Linked DNA regions of Mus musculus: region 2 is linked to region 1. Evidence: chromatin contacts called from public promoter capture Hi-C data. All regions are on one chromosome and are shown on one strand. The core of a region is the stretch at or near the end of the contact, and the rest is flanking DNA. Distances in the headings are between cores, read along the strand shown. Region 1 holds the start of Bbs10 (Bardet-Biedl syndrome 10 (human)). Region 2 overlaps Gm20758 (predicted gene, 20758).

Evidence for each region. Promoter capture Hi-C pulls out the DNA fragments that hold promoters and counts their contacts.
Region 2: a promoter capture Hi-C map of pre-B cells shows a contact between it and region 1, with 2.4 times the contacts expected there. The contact joins the enhancer-like site here to the promoter of Bbs10 in region 1. A contact is called at or near these places in 6 of 39 promoter capture datasets (the C10 cell line, hippocampal neurons, liver and 3 more), 2 of 115 datasets of contacts at active chromatin or transcription factors (embryonic stem cells and large pre-B cells) and 2 of 9 other capture datasets (liver and macrophages).

The regions. Positions count from the first base shown.
Region 1 is chr10:111,295,980-111,300,109 of GRCm38.p6, reverse strand. Bbs10 (Bardet-Biedl syndrome 10 (human)) reads right to left here and starts at 1,431. Exons shown (of 2, transcript NM_027914.1): 1 at 1,203-1,431; 2 at 1-897. The coding sequence starts at 1,387. Osbpl8 (oxysterol binding protein-like 8) reads right to left here. Exons shown (of 24, transcript NM_175489.3): 24 at 2,863-4,130.
Region 2 is chr10:111,865,227-111,869,088 of GRCm38.p6, reverse strand. The region is part of intron 2 of Gm20758 (predicted gene, 20758); the gene reads left to right. Among named protein-coding and RNA genes, the nearest start is that of Gm20758, 7.2 kb to the left of the region's middle. Within about 2 kb of position 1,773, at least 33 of the 459 cell types and tissues checked have an H3K27ac peak or open chromatin away from gene starts, as enhancers often do. A contact at or near this core is called in embryonic stem cells, neural stem cells and pre-B cells, where this site is marked.

The DNA.
Region 1 (4,130 bases), core at 182-2,681:
TCAGAAATTTCACACTGTGAAGCAACCTCTGGTAGGACACAAGGAGAAAGACCAGTGATCCTCTGGACAAGGGAAACTTCTTCGGCTGATAAACACTCCACCACTGATATGCTATTAAGTCTTGCACAGTAAATAACCAGGTCTGGTTGCTTCACACTGGTCAGGAGCAGTTTTACATTCTGACCACGCAAGTGGTTCATTACTGTTTTTGTCCTGTCCGTGATCCAGCACTGAGATGCCTGAAACTGTGTTTCTGAATTGAGAACAAACTCCGAGCCAGCCGATGAAAACTGAGGCTGGAGGATTTCTGTTACTATCACCATCCTAATGTCACCATCTGCTGGGCAGTACATAGAAAAGTCCCTGGGAAGCACAAGGCCATCTATGATTCTAGAATCTGAAACAGGAAGGCCTGTCACGCCAACATTCAACTCTGCAAAACAGTGATCCAACAACTCAAATACTTCAACCCCACTTTCACAAGCCATACACTTGAAAACGTAGTCACACATCAACTGTGAAATGAATCTGTGATTGTTTCTTCCCACTCTTCCACAAAAGTATGCTTCCAGGAGCAACTCTAGCGAGTGCCTGCACAGTTTTCTTCCTTCAGTGGATGAAGAAAAGACAGACAGGTAGTGCCTGCTTAAACTCCGGTCTACAATACAACCTAGGGTTTGTGTCTGAAACGTTTGCAGAGCCTGGGAAATAGATTTCCACTGACAACAGTTTTTCCAATGCCTTTCATGGCTCTGAATATTTTCAGAAGTGAATGAATCTTTTCCTTTTTCTCCGATTGCATGAAGTCCTCTGAGTAAATGGCAAAGAAAAATAATAAATGTCTTAGCACCATCTCCTGTCTTTTTAAGGTGACTGGAAACACACGCCACTATCATCCTGTATAGGAAGGGAAAAAAATAACTCAGATTTTCTGGGTTAAATCCACATTTTCATAGCTATAAGGCACACAGATTGTCCTTTTGACATATAGGCTTTGCTTTACTTTTCCTTTAACTACTTCATTCAGGGATGGGGAAAGAGTAAGAAGTGTTCTGTGCACGTGATGAGGTTTGGGGCTCGGGACTAGTAGTTTGGGCAGCTCTCTGATGTCTACACTGGTTTTATCCAGGTCCACGGCCTCAGGATGGGATGGGAGATTGAGGGAGATGCGCGCCTAGTGGAGGGCAGGAGAAGTGAGGTACCTGGCTAAGGGATGCTCTAAGTGCAGCGCCTCCAGGAGGCAGCCTCCATCCCTGCTAAGCAGCACCTCGCCGGTGGGCTTCGTACACAACACTTGGCCGCCCTCGGGCCCCACGCAGCGGTTCGCGATGCTCTCCAGCACCTCGGCCACCCGCAAAGCCGCCGTCACCGACCCCTGGGACGCCATGGGTAAGGAACCACGGGTAACGCTTCCGTTAGGTCAGGCCCGCAGAAGGGCGGAAACGGAAGAGGCGGGGAAAACGGCGGAAGAGCAGTAGCTTTGGCATCGATTGGCGGAAGAGCTCTATGCCCCTCGGTGGGGTGGAGCCCCGCCAGCGGTGGGCGGAGACTCGAGTGGTCCTGGGACGTCCTTACTTTCCTGGTTCACGTCCCGCGGGCCTCCCTGGCCACTGCAACCGCTAGGTCTCTGCAGGGAAGGGCTCGGGCTCGGGGGCGTGATTACCGCCCCATCTCGAGCTTACTTCTCTAGTGCCCCTGCCGTGTAGTTTGCTCTCCTTGCCTTCAAGCAAACGGTTTTAGAATGCAGGGCAGGCGGAGAGAGCTTGGGCATAGCCATTTCTAGGCTCGTGGCTTCCGCTGGGGTGTGCTACCTTGTGTGTGTTCAGGTATGGACGAAACCCCACCTAGTTAAACCACTTGAGCAGAAGTAGATGTTTGCCTTTTATTCACATCGATGATCAATTGTATTTGTCATTTGTACTGTATACCATCCCAAAGCAGAAATGTTTCACCCAGTAAAACACAAAGGCTTTAGGGAGCGCACGAGCGCTGGATTCATAGCTAAAGGGCTTCTTTCAGCCAGAGACCATCTGTCTCTGCTTTCCTCATTTAAAACAAACAAGTTGGTAAAACAAAACAAAACAAACAAAACCAAAAAAACCTTTAAAGTTCCGAGGTGGATAAGTTAGTTTTTGTACTGTTTCTAACTCGAAGTACAGCCAAGTATTTGTCATTTACTCACAAAATTCTCATGGTGGATCATTACCCAGGCTGTCATACCCACAAGAAATGAATGCAGAACAAAGCTGTCAATGTTAGCAGGAAAGTGATCTTGTAGATAGATATTCAATGACGTTTAACACTGACAGCAGTGTCCTTACCCCACACGGGCAAGAGGATTCTGAGGGACAAGTTAGAATGAGGTGAAAGGAAGACAAAATCATGAGTAAAGCCTTCCTGAGGTTTCCTCAATAACTCAGTAGTAAACGACCGGGAGGAGAACAGCATTTCAGTGTCTAATGATACTGCTTCAGTGTTTTTTCTTGGTTGCATTCATCACTGGACATTATCTTTAGACTGAAATAGTGGGATATTTCAAACATTTAAACAGTACAATCAAGTGCACTGTGTAGTCGTGATTCAGGAGGCTTTTACCTGAGAAAGACAGACCGCCTTTATTCTTACTGTGTAGTTTTTGGGGTCATTTAGATATGCTGAGCCTCATCTTTAATGTATAAAATATGTATAAACTCCACTTATTTTAAAAGAATATAAAGTATCAAGTAAAACATATATTAGAGATTGTCAAAATTCCTGTCAAGCCTGTACCCATCTTTTTCACACACACAATAAAAAATAAGAGGATTAATTTAGTACATTATGCATTAATACATTATATCAAGAGTCACTGGATCACAGATTGCTCTTTTAAAAAAGTTTATTTAGAATACCTACTTGTAGAAGTTAACATAATTTTACAGATCATTAGAAAAATTCTTTTCTCTCTGCAAACATGACAGGTTAGGAATAATAGATTAGAAATGTATACATTACAAAACCGCCTGTGACTATCTATACATTTACTATGCACCTTAAGAGAATTCTACAGTGTGCTGTATTTACACTGCAGGTGAGAACACACTTACATCCTATCATACAAAACTGACCAATGCTAGTGCTTGACTTTATAAACCCATTAACTGAAGTACTTAAAATTAAATCTATATTTAACATGCCAAAAGTGGAAATAAATTCAACTGAGGTTCTGTGGCTCATCATTCAAATGGTTCATGACATTTTTTCAAATAAAGATTATCAATATTAGCCGGGTGTGGTGGCACACACCTTTAATCCCAGCACTCGGGAGGCAGAGGCAGGCGGATTTCTGAGTTCAAGGCCAGCCTGGTCTACAGAATGAGTTCCAGGACAGCCAGGGCTACACAGAGAAACCCTGTCTCGAAAAAAACAAAAAACAAAACAAAACAAAAAAAAAAGAACATCAATATTATGATATTAAAATAATTTTATGATAAATAAAGAGGCTGATTTTTCGAAATACTTCATAAAGTATAGTCACATTCATTTTTGTCAAGGTTTTCCTGTGGCTCTCACTAAATATGTTAATCTTATTAATAAGACACTGGTCCTGTACAATGTTAACAGTCCATCTTCAATTAAAAACTGTAACAAAATAGTCCTTTAATTGTAACAAAAATTGGATATACTAAACCCACACAATACATAACAAAATGAAACCAAATTATGCAGTGGTGGCAGGTTATACATTTTAAAGAATCTCTTTATATGTAGTCAAATATGAAAGACATTGAAATGTAAACTTATTGAATTATGAAAGGTCTCTCCCACTGGGTCAAATCGGAAAATTTGTATAAACGAACATGTTCTTTATTTATATTTAATGTAATAGTCTACAGTCTCGTGTATGGCTCATCGCGTACGTATGCCATCATACCTGAAATAAGACAAAAACAAAAGCAAAACCAGACTATTTACTGCTGACTAGAAATGCTAAACACTGAAAAAAGATGAAGTTTTATACATTTGTTTTTTAAAATTTTGATGACGATATTCTTCAAAAAGTTAAAACTGCCTTCCACAAAATTCTGTGAATATGGCACAAGTTGACACCCGAAAACAGTGTGAATTCCATCAAAAAGGCACTGTCTACA
Region 2 (3,862 bases), core at 524-3,023, 570 kb before region 1:
GCCTGTGGAGGCAGAGGACTTATTAGCTTCTATAATCATGTAAGCCAACTCCATATAATATTTCCTCACATTTAGGCACAGGCACACACAAACAGAGAGAGAGAGAGAGAAAGAGAGAAAGAGAGAGTGTGACTGCTTCTGTCAAGGGCTCACAAAAGAGCCAGGATTGCTGAATACATGCTTAGAGAAGAATAGGAGTTCAAACCAAATAGCCAGAATCAGCACCAAAATGACACCGAGGAATGGCCTGGTCAGAGCAATGATGCTTTGGCCCTGCCCTTTATGACCACCAGATACCCTGCTGATGCTGAGTGATACATACACACACACACACATCACCAGCCTGAACACTTACTGTTCTTGCTTCTTTGTTTCCCCTTCTCAAGCAAGGATCTGAGCCATATGTTCACAACCTTTAGCTCTGTTCAGAGAAGAAGAGGCCTCATCTCTTCACGGTCCCCTATCTTAACAGCACCATCCACGCTATTAAGTCCCTGAATTTGTGGAAGAACATGTTCAAGCCCACGGGAGCTCCCTGGACTTCTTGCTATGGGCTCTAGACTCTCATGGTCTTGTCTGCTCATCTTGTTATCCTACATAATTTAGAAATAAAAATCTTGCATCTTCTGGGTCCTTCTGAGGATCTCCCATTTTCTCTTGGTTTCATGATTCATATGGAAAAGATTGACAGCTTAACTACTCAGTATGGGCCTCCATTCATAGAATTGGAGAGACGACTGCTGAACTGGGAGAGAAGAGAGATGCTCTTTAGACTAATAAACTAGTCTACATTTTCCTCTTAAATATCATGTTGGTTATATCCTACTTATTACTTTATAATATCTCTGCAGGAAAATCAAGTTTTCCTGCACCTAATATATCTATACTATTATAGATGTAATATATCTATACTATCTATATGTATTATTTCAGTCATCGTAAAAATCGTAGGTCTTAGAGTTTTGATTGATCCTAGCTATTTAACACACAGGATGTTCCACATATATTTATTCTGGGCAAAGTTATTCTTATACTATTTTAGTACCTTTGTCGTCTACAGTCTAAGAATCAGAGGCCTTTTCATCAGTCTGTGAGGGTTTAAAATTAGCCCTCCTTCTGATTTGCTAGCAAGGTAAACCGTTGACAAACCATGACATATGAAGAATAAACATGGGTTGTGGTTTGGGACACAAGAGAATCACAGTGGGAAGATTGTTTTTAAAGGCTCAGCTCATCGGGGAATAGAAAGAAGAAAGAAGAGAGACTGCCTGCACCAGGCTAGAAGCCATTCTTTGTGTTCTGCTTCCTGGCAGAACAACAGCAGAGGTGCGGCAGCTTCTGTTGCTCCCTGGGGAACTGACAGAACAAAGAAGTCAACACTCTTTGGTTTCCGAGAGAGACATTTAAGCAAGAATCGCCTGTCTTTCCTCTTTGTTTCTTCTTCTTCCTTTATTATTGAATCCAAAAGACACTTCGAGGGTTGAAATCCTTTTCAAAATTAGTTTAAGTCTGGGGCAAGAGTTCGGTATTTTAGTGGAAATTGCAGCAGGCTTATTTTGGTTCTTTTCATCAAGTCCTCTAATTTGACATTCGGTTGTTAATTCTTGAGTCAGTTTTTACTTTTTTTCCCCCACCAAGCTACAGTTAAAACTTAGCATCTCCAATTTTCTCTAAAATGCTTGGCAGCACTGTGGGTACAGCTCTAGGTAACGCCCGATGTAAATGACTTCCCTGTCTAACCTGACGCCTGTCAAGGGTTAATGAGAGGATGCCAGCCTCTGCTTTGCAGAGTGCCTGTGGTTACTCCTCTAAAATGTAGTCACTGACATTCTAATCCCCAGGGTGATGGAATAAAGGGGCAGGGGCTTGGAGAATAAATAGAGCACGAAAACAGAGTTCCTCAGGCTGGAGAGATGGCTCAGCAGTTAAGAGCGTTGACTGCTCTTCCAGAGGTCCTAAGTTCAATTCCCAGCATCCACATGATAGCTCACAACCATCTGTAATGAGGTCCCATGCACTCTTCTGTTGTGTCTGAAGACAGCTGCACTGTACTCATATAAAAAAAAATAAATCTTTAAAAAAAAAGAAAGAAAGGAAAAGAAATTGGAATTCCTAGGAAAGAGACTAGTGCCCTTATTTTTAAAATAAAATAATATAAAATAAAATCCAAGTCTTGGGCCAAGAGACAGTGGTAGATTACTCCATTAACATGTGCAAAACACTAGGTTCGAATTCTAGCATCAGAAAGAAGAAGACAAGACAAGGTTTTGCAAATAATAATAATAATAATAGACCCAATGAAAAGATCTCTTCCCACCTCTGCCATACCGGAACCCAGAAAGAAGGTACCAACTAAGAATCAATAAGCAACTGCTTGCCAAATCTTCCCAAGCTTTTGATTTTAGACTTCAGTACCTAGAACTAAGAAAATTTAACTTCTATTTTCTATAAACTGCCTAGCCTGTGGTCTATTTTTTTTACTAGCATGCCCAACAGACTAAGACTTACCTAGGATTTACCATGGGTAACAGTAGATGAGACTTCTTAAGACTCAAAGATTAAGAATACTGTCATAACCGAGTAATGCCAGCACTTGGGAAGCAGAGACAGGCAGATCTCGGAGTCTGAGGACAGCCTGGCCTATATATTGGGTTCTGGGACAACCAGAGCTACATAATGAAACCTTGTCTTGGAAAAAAAAAAAAAAGAATATTGTCACACCCCACATTACTTGGTTGTTGGGTTGCGCTTGTCTGCGAGTGTTAGGGGTGTAGCCTACTTAAGCTCCCCTAGATCTTATAGAAGTCCTCCAGTTTTGGCTTCCTGAATTCTGGGACTAAAAGCATGAGTTACCATGTACCCTGATTCAGGCTGTATTTGAACTTAGGAACAAAGCCAGCTGGACCCACAAGTGAGAAAGAATTTGAGATCTTCCAGTGAGTGGCTAAACTCATACTAGACTGACTGCTCAGTCCCAACTGCCTTTTAAGACAGCGTCCACTGCGGCCCTGTTCCATCATGGATACACTGTTCCAGATGAGAGTAACTGCTCTCTCTCTCTTTATCTTTCTCTGTCCTTCTCCCTCTCCCCTTCCTCCTTCCTCTCCCCTCTCTTCTTCCCTCCTACTTCCCTCTCCTTCTCTTCCCCTCTCCTCCTTCCCCTCCCCCTCCTCTCTCTCTCCCCCTCCCCCTTCCCCTCCCCCTCCTCTCTCTCTTCCCCTCCCCCTTCCTCTCCCCTCGACTCCCCTCTCCCTCTCTCTTCCCCCTCCATCTCCTCCCCTCCCCTCCCATACCCTTTCAAATCCTTGACTTGTGTTTCTTCTTGTCAGCAGCAGGGCTCAGACGTAGATGAATCACCAGGAGAGATTAGAATCTTCCTTGGCAGATTTTGCTAATTAGATTCGCATATTCCCTTGTCTCTAAAAATCCACTCAGCCTGTACTGGATGCTCTTGACCCTTGAAGTTTTAATATTTTAGTCTCACAGATTTGCTGCTTTTAGTATCTTCCTAGGGCACTTTTCCCCTTCTATTGTGAATTTTTCCCATCCCTCCACCCTTACTCCATGAGTCACAGACTGAGTGCTTCCGAGATCCGAGAGATGATACAGATACTCAAAACAGGTGTTAGGAGAGGATAACCACACGGCTCTCTTATTTTTAGATTCCCATCATATGCTCAGTAACAAAATATTTTTCACCAACACACACACACACACACAGGTCCAGGCTTAAATGGCTGCCGATATTCCGTGTCGAGGAGGTAAAGAATGGCTGAACCCATGGAGAAGCAGGAGCAACTGCTTCTTGGCTCTGTCAGCTCCAGCCAATGGATACTACTCGTATTAGCAGAGATTTACCATT